2 separate regions of the Sus scrofa genome follow, and region 1 is linked to region 2. The links are chromatin contacts, called in public Hi-C maps. All regions are on one chromosome and are shown on one strand. The core of a region is the stretch at or near the end of the contact, and the rest is flanking DNA. Distances in the headings are between cores, read along the strand shown.

Region 1 (4,799 bases), core at 1,307-3,806, 740 kb after region 2:
CCATAGGTAATCCCCATTTTGTCTTATTGAAAATGACAAAAGGATTTTTGTGGACAGTGAAATTATTCTATATGATACTACAAGAGTGGATATGTGCCATTATACATTTGTCAAAACTCATGGAGGAGTTCTTCTATGGCCCAGTGAGTTAAGAATCTGGCATTGCCACTGCAGTGGTTTGGGTTGCTGCTGTGACACAGGTTCGATCCCTGGCTGGGGAACTTCTACATGCTGTGAGTGTGGCCAAAAAACCCCCCAAAAATCAAGCAAACGAAAAAAACACTCATGGAATGTGCACCATACCAAGAGTGAACCCTAAGGTATACTATGGACTGTGGGTGATGATGGTGTAGCAATGGAGGTTAAAATCCATGTTCCACTCTGGTGGGGGATGGGCAGATAGGGAGGCTGTGCCTGTGAGCCATAGTGGGTATACTGGAACTCTGCATTGTGCTCAGTTTTGCTGTGAACCAAAAGTACTCTAAAAAGTACAGCTTAGGAGTTCCCGTCATGGCTTAGTGGTTAGCAAATCTTATTAGCATGCATGAGGAAGTGGGTTCGATCCCTGGCCTTGCCCAGTGGGTTAAGGATCCGGCATTGCCGTGAGCTGTGGTGTGGGCCGCAGACGCGGCTCGGATCCCGCGTTGCTGTGGCTGTGGGCTAGGCCGGCGGCTACAGCTCTGATTGGACCCCTAGCCTGGGAATCTCCATATGCCACGGGTGTGGCCCTGGGAAGACAAAAAAAAGGTACAGCTTAATTTTGAAAAATGGCATAAAAGGTACATTTAGGCAAAATTAAAGCCTATTATTTTTAGGTAAGTTTTTTTTTTTAAGTTTCGTATAGCTTAAGAATCTGTCTCTCTCTCTCTGGCCCCTGCATCACTGGTATCCCCACTCATTGGGTCATTAACCACTGACCACCAAGCTACAAGGCCAGAAAAGACTAAAAGGCCCGTGGATTCCCCCGGGTTCTGTGATGGGTTAATTTACCAGAAAGAGGAAAGGGAATATTGTGGTTGATGATCGATGTCTGTAAAAGCAAAATGTTCTCAGAAGATAAGGAAGTGTGAGTGAAGTGGCAGCCCTTCAAAGAGATATCAAAAGAGAAAGTGGTCAGAAAAGGGATGAGATCAGAAGAGGCGGACACAGAGGCAGGACCGCAGTGAAGAACCCAAGGGAGACAGAGACGCTCTTGACCGTGAAAGGGGGAGAGTGGGTGCTAGAGGGGAGGAGGTAGAAGACAGTGGGGTTCCGCCGTCTGCGGAGAGGGGAGCAAACAGCCTCGCCCTCCCTGCCCCAGGGGGCAGCGTGGAGGGGTTTGTACAACAGCAGTGACAGTCGGCTGACCTCAGTTCCACACCTGTACTGCAGAATCCACACGATGAACCAATGAGTTGCCCAGGAAAGGTGAACTTACCATAGCATTCTCAGTTTAGACGGAAGTGTGAAATAGCTGGAAAGGTTTTCCAACAAAAAATTCTCAAGTAAAAAGTTTCCAAAGGCAAGATGATAGTATTTGTCAAATCACACACACAGTCTCCGTTTCTCCCAGCATTCCCACTGAGGGGAGTTCTCCCACAGATTTCCTTGCACCTGTGAGAAATGCTGGATTACAAGGTCCTGCACTTGTAATTGCAAAGTTTGGAAAGCACGACTGGTCATCAAATGGGGACTTGTTAAAGAATGGCACAGCCATACAATGGAATTCTGTACAGGGGTAAAACAACTAAAAACGGAAGCAGCTCTCTCTACTGATATGGAAACATCTCCGAGATACATTGCTTAGTCAAAAAAAGGCAGGCTCAAAACTGTTGGCAAGGTATGCTACATTTGGAGTACAAGTTAAAGGGGAAATATTTTAAAATGTATGTTTCTGCTTATATTTTCACTGAAAGGAGCCATCTGTCAGAAGAGAGGTGAAATGAGTACATGTTGCTTGAGGAAAGTACAAAGGTTTTCACTGAGTACCTTTTCATATTGTTTTGATTTTTGCATCACATCAATATATTACTGATTCAAAATTTTTAAAATAAGAAAACATGGTTCAGAGAGTAACAGCTGTGAGTGGGAACAGGTGACTCCCCACTTATCTAGAAATTATCTTTCCACCCCAACACAGAGTCCAGATAACAGTAGTTTACTGTATTGGCATATTAGGAAAACGCTTGGGTATCTGCATAAGTCAGGGCTCTTACAGGAGTAAGCACGAGAAATCCAGCTCAAGTTTCCCTAAATTAAAAAGAAACTCACGTAACTGAAGGGTCCAGAGGTGAAGCCAGCTGTGGGAATGGAAGACTCTGCTCATCGCTGAGGGATTGCCTAGGCCAAAGGGTTACCAGGCATCATCTCATAGCACCCTGGCCCATACCATAGTGGAGATGGCTGGGAGCCCCTTCGACATTTTGCAAGCATCGGTTTTGGAGGTCACTGCCACCCCCAATGTGTTTGGCATCCTGCTGCTCTTCATTTTAGAAGATGAATCTGCTGGGGGTGACCCAGGAACGTCAGAAGCTTCTCCTCCAGGGTTTGAGGCTGTGGTTGCTCTCTTGTGCAACAGACAGGACGCAGATGCATGACATTCTGGCCTTGAGAATGCGGGGCATTCAGAGCCAGACCAAGAGTATGTGTGTGGGGAGACGGCTGGGCTTACCGGCTTGCCAGAATCAGGGAGTGGGAGAGAATAGAGACCACTTATCTCCCTCCTACTCCCCCTTCCTCATTCCAGGCCCAAACACCAGACCAGTGTGTCTGCAACTGAGTAAAAGATGAGAACATGGGACCACGCCACATGTAAGGGATGTTAGGAAACCCAAACACAGAACAACATTGATGTACTTAATTTGGTTTATGAAATGCAATTTCTGTGGAATCCTCTGTTAGTGTTTGGGGAAAAAAAAGAAAAGAAGAAAGACGCACTTGATTAGAAATCAAAAAAGTAAGAGTCCTAGGCAGCGATCTCTTGCCATCCAGCGGTAGAACTTCTTAACAGTCATTGACCCTCTCTTTCCCTGCCTTCGTCTCCTCATCTGAATACATATGACAGTGAATTGCCTGACCAACCTCGCGGGCATGAAATGAGACAAGAAAAACCTTGGAAAAATATAACTTCAAAGTTAGATGAAGGCACACTGATTAGCTACATGGCTTACATTTACTTTTTTTTTTTAACCTGAAAAAGTTGGCAACAGGTAAAATCTGGTTTACTCTCAATAAGGTTGGGTTGGCTTTTCTGACCTGTGGGGCACTTTAATTCTATAGTGGAATCTGTAGCTTGGAGTCTGTGCACGATTCTGTTTCCATCCTTTTCTTCTAAGAAACAACTTTTGTGCACTATCAGCCCAGTAGTTTGGGCAGAGTTGACCCCTCAGTGCTCCAGAGGTGGACCTGTGATGCTGGTCTGACCAATCAGAGCAACACACCTCTCTGGGCTACAGGATAGGCATGTAGCCCAAGCTAGCTAACCAGTGACAGTGAGTTTCAACTGGAGGGCTTTGGTTGGAACTACTGAGCTACATGAATTAAGAAACTCCCTGGGAGTTCCCTTCATGGTGGTCAACAAACCCAACTAGGATCCATGAGGTTGTGGGTTCCATCCCTGGCCTCGCCCTGTGGCTTAAGTATCTGGCGTTGCTGTGAGCTGTGGTGTAGGTCGCAGACGAGGCTCAGATCTGGCCTTGCTGTGGCTGTGGTGTAGGCCAGCAGCTACAGCTCTGATGTAACCCCTAGCCTGGGAACTTCCATATGCCACAGGTGCACTTCTAAAAAGCAAAAAAGGCAAAACAGAAAAACCAAAACCTCCCTGGTGCGCATCAGGTTAAGGATCCAGGCGTCATCACTGCTGTGGCTTGGGCCACTGCTGCTGTGGTACAGGTTCAATCTCTGGACCAAGAATAGGAACTTCTGAATGCAGCACACACACACACACACACACACACACACACACAAAAGCAAAAAGATAGAAAACATAAGGTTTAAATTCTACCTATACAGAGTCAAAGTGGAGCAAGAATCCTTTCCTGGATAAATACACTTCATAGTAGCACCCAGTTGACATAATTTAACAGAGACACAGATTACTAAAATAAAGAAATATTTCATTTTATTTTAGTCTTTCAGCCATAAGGTCCAAGGAAATGCAAGTTCATGGAAATTAGAAATAATATCAAAATATGGATAAGACCAGCTTTAGCGATTTCAGCAGAACATGATTGTCTGGAGTGATTTTTGGCCTTCTCAGTTTGCCAATCCAGGTGTACTGTTTGTCTAGCCCGTGTGACAATTTCTGTGGTAACTGTCCAGGTTGAAGAGAGTTGTCATACAATGCAGAAGCCCACACAGCTGAAACGTTTACAGCACACACAGCAAAAGAGTCAGTATGACAAGCGATACAGACTATTTATCACTTAATTAGTAAACTCGAGTAAATGGCATTGTGCAACACTACGAATATCCCTAGTCATGCCTTCATTTGCTCACTCCTTCATTCATGCATTTAGTGAGTATTTATTAAGCACCTACTGTGTACCAGGAGGCAGCCTGGTAAAAGCTGGAGTTACAAAGATAAAAGGATAAGGCACAGACTGCCCTCAAGGAGCTCCCAATCTAAACCTCTCAGAGAGATGTAGAAATGAAGAAGGATAGAAGGTCACGAGAAGGGCTGATAACACAAGTCTGTTCCAAGCGAGATCCATCCGTAGATGCATCCTGCTCCAGGTTCCATGGTACAAGGTGTTCTGGAGAGGTTCCCCCTCTCTAGCCTGGCATAGCTTTAATCAGTCTTTCAGTTCCAGTGTTACAGA
Region 2 (5,234 bases), core at 2,543-5,042:
GTGTACGTGTGTTTATGTATCAGCATAGTAAAGAAAAGGCACTTGGGAAGCTGCAGACTTCCATCTCATCTCTCTTTTGCTCCGCAGCTCTCTCCCAGAGAGGAAGATGCATTAAATGTCAGAGAAGACGTTAACTCTGGGCGGTCCAAGGAGATGAGGTAGGTAACTGGCTTTTGCACACGGGAATTGAGATTATCAGAACACCTAATTAGAAGAGATTCTGTTAAGCTCTTCCTGCCAACTTTCCTATAGATAATGGTCAAGTCGTGGGGCTGTGCGTGGTCTGGACCTTGAGGGAAGCAGATGGCCACAGCCTCCCTGGCGTGACGCCCCCTTCCAGTTAGCAGACTCTAAGTAAACAACTGATTTCACTAATCTCAGAGGCCTCCCTCTGGTGTCTGGTAAGCACAGCCTTGCTCTCAGCATTTGCCTCTTTTCCGTGGCTCCCTTATGAAATGTGATGGGAGCTGCAGAGTTGGAAGGACAAAGGAACTGACTGAGTAAGTGTAATTTATTATCCAGGATTGTTTTCAACCTTTTCCCAATTATACACATTTTGCTTTTGGCTTCGGTGGACCTGGGTTTATGAGGCTGTTCTTCTGGCCACTAATGGGCTGAAAAAAAAAAGGGCCCCCAGTATTCCCTTAGGGATGTGTTACTGGCCTTTAGTAATCTGCCTATGGCATTAGCTCTGTTGAATGCAGTTAATTAAATGAGAAAACTAATAACTGACTCCTGCTTCTCCCCCACTGTCTGCCCTCCCACCCTCCACACACCAAAGCTTTATATGGGCTTATTTCAATTAGGGACCAGAAAGTTCTCAGCCCAACAGAGATGGAAGCCCAGACAGGGTTGGGTGCTCTCACTGGAATTTGTTTATTTGTTCTCACCCGCTGGAGAAAAATAATGGGCTTAGCAAAGAGAGAGGGCGAGTTGTGGGGCAAAAAAACAATGGCTGGGTGACAGGGACCCTGCTTTAGGGTCCAGGGTTGGAGGCTGATTTAAAGTGTGACCTTGAACAAATGAGGTATCTCATTGCATTTCCGGTTCCCCACCTGTAAATGGGAGAAAAATGAAGCCCCTCCTTCTTGTCTGTTGGGCTGGTGGTGAATCAAGAGGCTCAGTTCTTCATGCCGCCCACTTACCTGTGGGCATTTTCTAGGATTCAGATTGGTTCCCCCTTCTTTCCAGGTCATCCCTCAGTGATCTCACCCCTTCTCATAGTGTCAGGTCTGGCATTTTTGCAGGTGACCACAAAATCTATGATCGCCAACTTCAACTTCCCTCCCGAGAGCCAATCCTACAGAGCCAAATGGTCACTGGAAATGCTCTAGGTGGATGGCATGCATTATGAAATGTACTCTTCTATCGAAACTCACCCAGGCCACACTTCCATCTTTATGCAGGCACCACATGCATGGCCTAAGCAGGGTGTGGGCTCTACGTGTCCAGGTCATACTTCTAACTCTGTGACTTGGGCAAGCCGTTTACAGACACCGAGCTTGAGATGGAGATGGAGAAGACTTTTTCTATAAATGGAACTCTTGGCAGACTACCTGTTAAATCACAGACATTCAATAAACAATGTCATTCGTCCCATCCTTGAGCTTGTTTGGAATTTATATAATGCCTTTAGCTCTCAGATTATCTTTTGTGTCTATTACACAGAGTTTTCAAATACAGAATGAAGAAGAGCATAAAGAGCTGACTGTCCAGTGACCTTCTGGACATTGAGACTTGTTTTCCCATCGAGTTCCTTTATTAATTTGGAGATAACTTCGACTGGAAACCAGAGTAACTTAAGTTATCCCAAAACTATAGGTAAGAATGCAGCAGTGCCTGAAGCATAAGAAGAGCCGTGAAATGTTTCTGATAAAGTAGTATTAATCCATTGTTCACATAAAAATATCTGGAAACTGAAAACACCATGTCTAAATTGTGGAAAACAGTACAAAACAGGAAGTTCCTTCTTATCAGATTTGGGACATTTTCTTACTAATTTTAAGGTACGTTAGCACTGGTGGTTTCACAGCTAACCAAGGCACAGTTTCTATTTTAGCTTTCTTTTCAGAGCTTCCTTGGACCTTTTAAAGAATTTACCTCCCTTCAGAGACTACAGTTATACTTTTGACCACGGGATGGAGTGAAAATAAACAACCAAACAAACCAAAGACCCTGGAGGAGGGAGATCAAGAAAATAAAAAATGCGAAGACAAGTGAAATGGATCGGGAAGGCCTGGAACTCAAGTATGGGAAGTAAAATTTCCAATTCTCACGTGTCCTTCCTAGAGCCAGTACTGACAACAGATCCCTGCTCAGGCCCTGCCTGTCTTTGTCACTGTTTTTGTCATTGTTGTGGTGGTTTCCGAGCTTTTCTATCTCCAGAAACTTAGTGCTTCAACAACGACAGTAAAGTGAAGGCGAAGCTATTTCTTTCGAATTAGGCTCCCCTCTCTAGAGCAAAATTGCCATCGAGAGAGAAACCCTAAGATTAGTGAGACTAAGGAGGGATGGTGCTACCACAATCTCTGCAATTTCTCTGTGGGAGACGGAGAAGATATGAAATTATTTCCTTTTACACAGCCAGGAAAACAATGAAAGACTGGTTATATTATGTGCTCCCCCCCAAAATAAACATAATGATGCTTTCTTAAGTGGTGCCTTGCTCTATGACCAACGTGCAAGTCATGAGTTTCCTGGGTAAGAAAAATATATGGACCACACACACGCAGCTATCCCTTAGATGTGCGGCTTAAAGAAAGAACTGATGGAATAAAACATCTTCAGCTTATGGTAGATATCGTGCTTCCCTGAGAGATGAAAGAACTTTAACACTGGAAAGTTCTAACTTTAGATCTTTTAAGGCTCCAGTGGGCAACAGCCATGTAGCATACTATAAACAGACCACGACCTCTACATCAGGGAAAAGAGACTGATATTTATAGGCTCTTCCACAGAGATTCTCTAGAGCCTAGCTTAATTTCAATCATCTCTCTGTGTAGTAACAAAAAAAAAATGTATCCATGGAAATGTGTACTAGAAACCTGGTTCCCTGTCTTTTACACATGAGGTTACCACTGCCAGTACCTTCTTATATTCTAGAAGGAGAGGTTCAAAGAATGGCTGGATATTGTACAAGCGATGCAGACATTAGAAAAGGGATTGGGTTTGATGAACTTGGAGGTCCTTGTCCACCCTAGGATGCTGGGGTTCTGTGTCTTCCTCTTTATTCAGCTGTGATGACACTTTTCATGTTTCCACGTTCTAGAAGGTCATTCCTCTAGGACCATGGCCAGTGGGAAATGTGTGTATCTGCGTGTGGAGTTAGTGTGTGTGTGTGTGTAAAAATAATTCAGGAGAAAATTAACCAATCTGCACATTCAATAGAAAATAACCAATTAATAAACTGATTCATCTTGGTATTAAAACATTCAACTCCACAGGATACTGTGTAAACCTAACCCAGTCAATACCACCCAGAAACTTAGGTGTCTCATACGAGGCGACCAGGGCCAATTTGCAATTGGAAAAATGAAAACTAGAAGCCAGAGTCAAAATGTTACATGAGGACACAGGTCTCTGGCATTGGTGTTCCACGATTTTCTCAGTAAACTCCCATTTCTTCATGCTGGTGACAAAGACCACTTAAGGCCGAAGTTCCAACCTGCAAGGGACGGTCATCATGACGGCCTGGGGGGAATCCAGAACGAGAGAGGTGGTCGCTGTAATGCCAAGAAAGGTAAGCAGTCCCGAGCAGATTTCAGTGTTATATATATTTTGTCCACAAGATGGTAGCGTCCACTTTCCATTTAATGTAAAGCTGGCCCATGATCCTGACTTCCCGTAAAGTAGGGAATGGTTTGTGTTGAACAGAGGCAGCCACTCTGGATACCCTTCAGGATTTTTTTAATTATGACTGTGATGAATTGTTGATGTGGAGTACATTTAGCTTTGCTATAGCGAGGTGGTGATTCGTCCGAAATAAAGAAAACTCGGAGATGTATTGCATTCCAGGCTCTTAAAGGGAATTTGAGAACTGGGAATACTTTAGACATCTAAAAAACACACCAAGGATCAGATACTGACATTTTCAAAAATACTACCTTAGTACATCATGCAAAGGACGTTCAGGATGTCAAGTTCAATTAATCTTGGGTGAAGTTTTGCACAGTATCGAAGTTCCTTCCATGAAACTAGTTCAAGTGGGCTATAGGTGGTTTCCCCTCAAATCCAGGGGGAAAGCTAGACCTTAGACGCTATGAAATTTCCATGAGCTAAATAAGAGGGCAGCATCAGCAAGCTGGCCTGCTCTGCTGCTCTGTGCCTCCCTCCCTCATGCAGCCTCCATGCCAGAAGGGACAACACAGATGGGAAAAACATCTGGCCCCGTCTGCCTCCATGGACCAGAGGGCCTTCTTTGAGGTTCAGGTCTTGGGCGCGCATCATTTTTTTTAACTCTTTTTAAAATGAGGAGCTCAAGTGGGATTTCCTTTCATCTTACTATATTATTTTCAAATTCAATTAGGTCTAATGCTCTGTATCAGAACCACAAAAGCAAGGCTTCAGGGCATCTAAGCCACTTCCCATTCTGTTGTCCAGAACAGCTGAGCACCCCACCTAAGAAGGAGAGAGGGAAATAAGCCAGGAACAGAAGCTGGGACAAGATAATGGCAGAGGAGCAGGAGGCGCAGCCCTGTGGCCCCGGCGCTATGGTTGCCTTTCCAGCAGGCTCCAGAACCAGGTCAAGTCTCTCCAGCCCTCCTAGGGTCAGCCCTCATCCTAGCTATCCATTTGATATGCCCTACTCCCTAACAGGCATCCTTTGACCTAACCTAGAGAGCACCTCACGGTACCTTTAATTTTTCATATTCTTGTCTTTCGTATTTTTTTTCGGCTTCAGTAACTCTGACCTGAATCAGAAACCCCATAGCTCCAGCTTGCACACAAGAAGCATTCATGCATCAAAGGTCTCGAAGAAGAAATGCAAATAGTGGCTGTGGTGAAATTTTTTTTTTTCCAGGAGATAAAAGAGTATAGAGAATTGATTGGTTGAGAGAAAGAGAGAGAGACTTTAAGACAGAAAAATCAACGTTCGAGACTAACCATGATTCTCACTGGGTAACTCAAGAGCCTTCCACCAAAACTGGCTATTTTCTCTTCTAGGTGAATACTTTTACCAGTACAGCTGCCTAATTACATGGCAAGTCAATGTAAACTAACGAGGTTTTCTGTTC

Evidence for each region. A called contact is a pair of places that touch in the nucleus more often than the background predicts.
Region 1: a contact with region 2 is called in a Hi-C map of embryonic fibroblasts, with 2.7 times the contacts expected there. The contact joins two enhancer-like sites. A contact is called at or near these places in 7 of 47 Hi-C or Micro-C datasets (brain, embryonic fibroblasts, epiblast stem cells and 4 more) and 2 of 2 datasets of contacts at active chromatin or transcription factors (alveolar macrophages and skeletal muscle).

The regions. Positions count from the first base shown.
Region 1 is chr5:82,286,300-82,291,098 of Sscrofa11.1, forward strand. All of the region lies in intron 4 of GNPTAB (N-acetylglucosamine-1-phosphotransferase subunits alpha/beta), which reads left to right. Among named protein-coding and RNA genes, the nearest start is that of GNPTAB, 24 kb to the left of the region's middle. Within about 2 kb of position 2,557, at least 9 of the 83 cell types and tissues checked have an H3K27ac peak or open chromatin away from gene starts, as enhancers often do. A contact at or near this core is called in embryonic fibroblasts, where this site is marked.
Region 2 is chr5:81,546,624-81,551,857 of Sscrofa11.1, forward strand. LOC106510404 (a long non-coding RNA gene) reads left to right here. Exons shown (of 6, transcript XR_002344191.1): 2 at 1-158; 3 at 253-500; 4 at 1,669-2,247; 5 at 3,641-3,739; 6 at 4,600-5,234. Among named protein-coding and RNA genes, the nearest start is that of PAH, 160 kb to the left of the region's middle. Within about 2 kb of position 3,793, at least 1 of the 83 cell types and tissues checked has an H3K27ac peak or open chromatin away from gene starts, as enhancers often do. A contact at or near this core is called in embryonic fibroblasts, where this site is marked.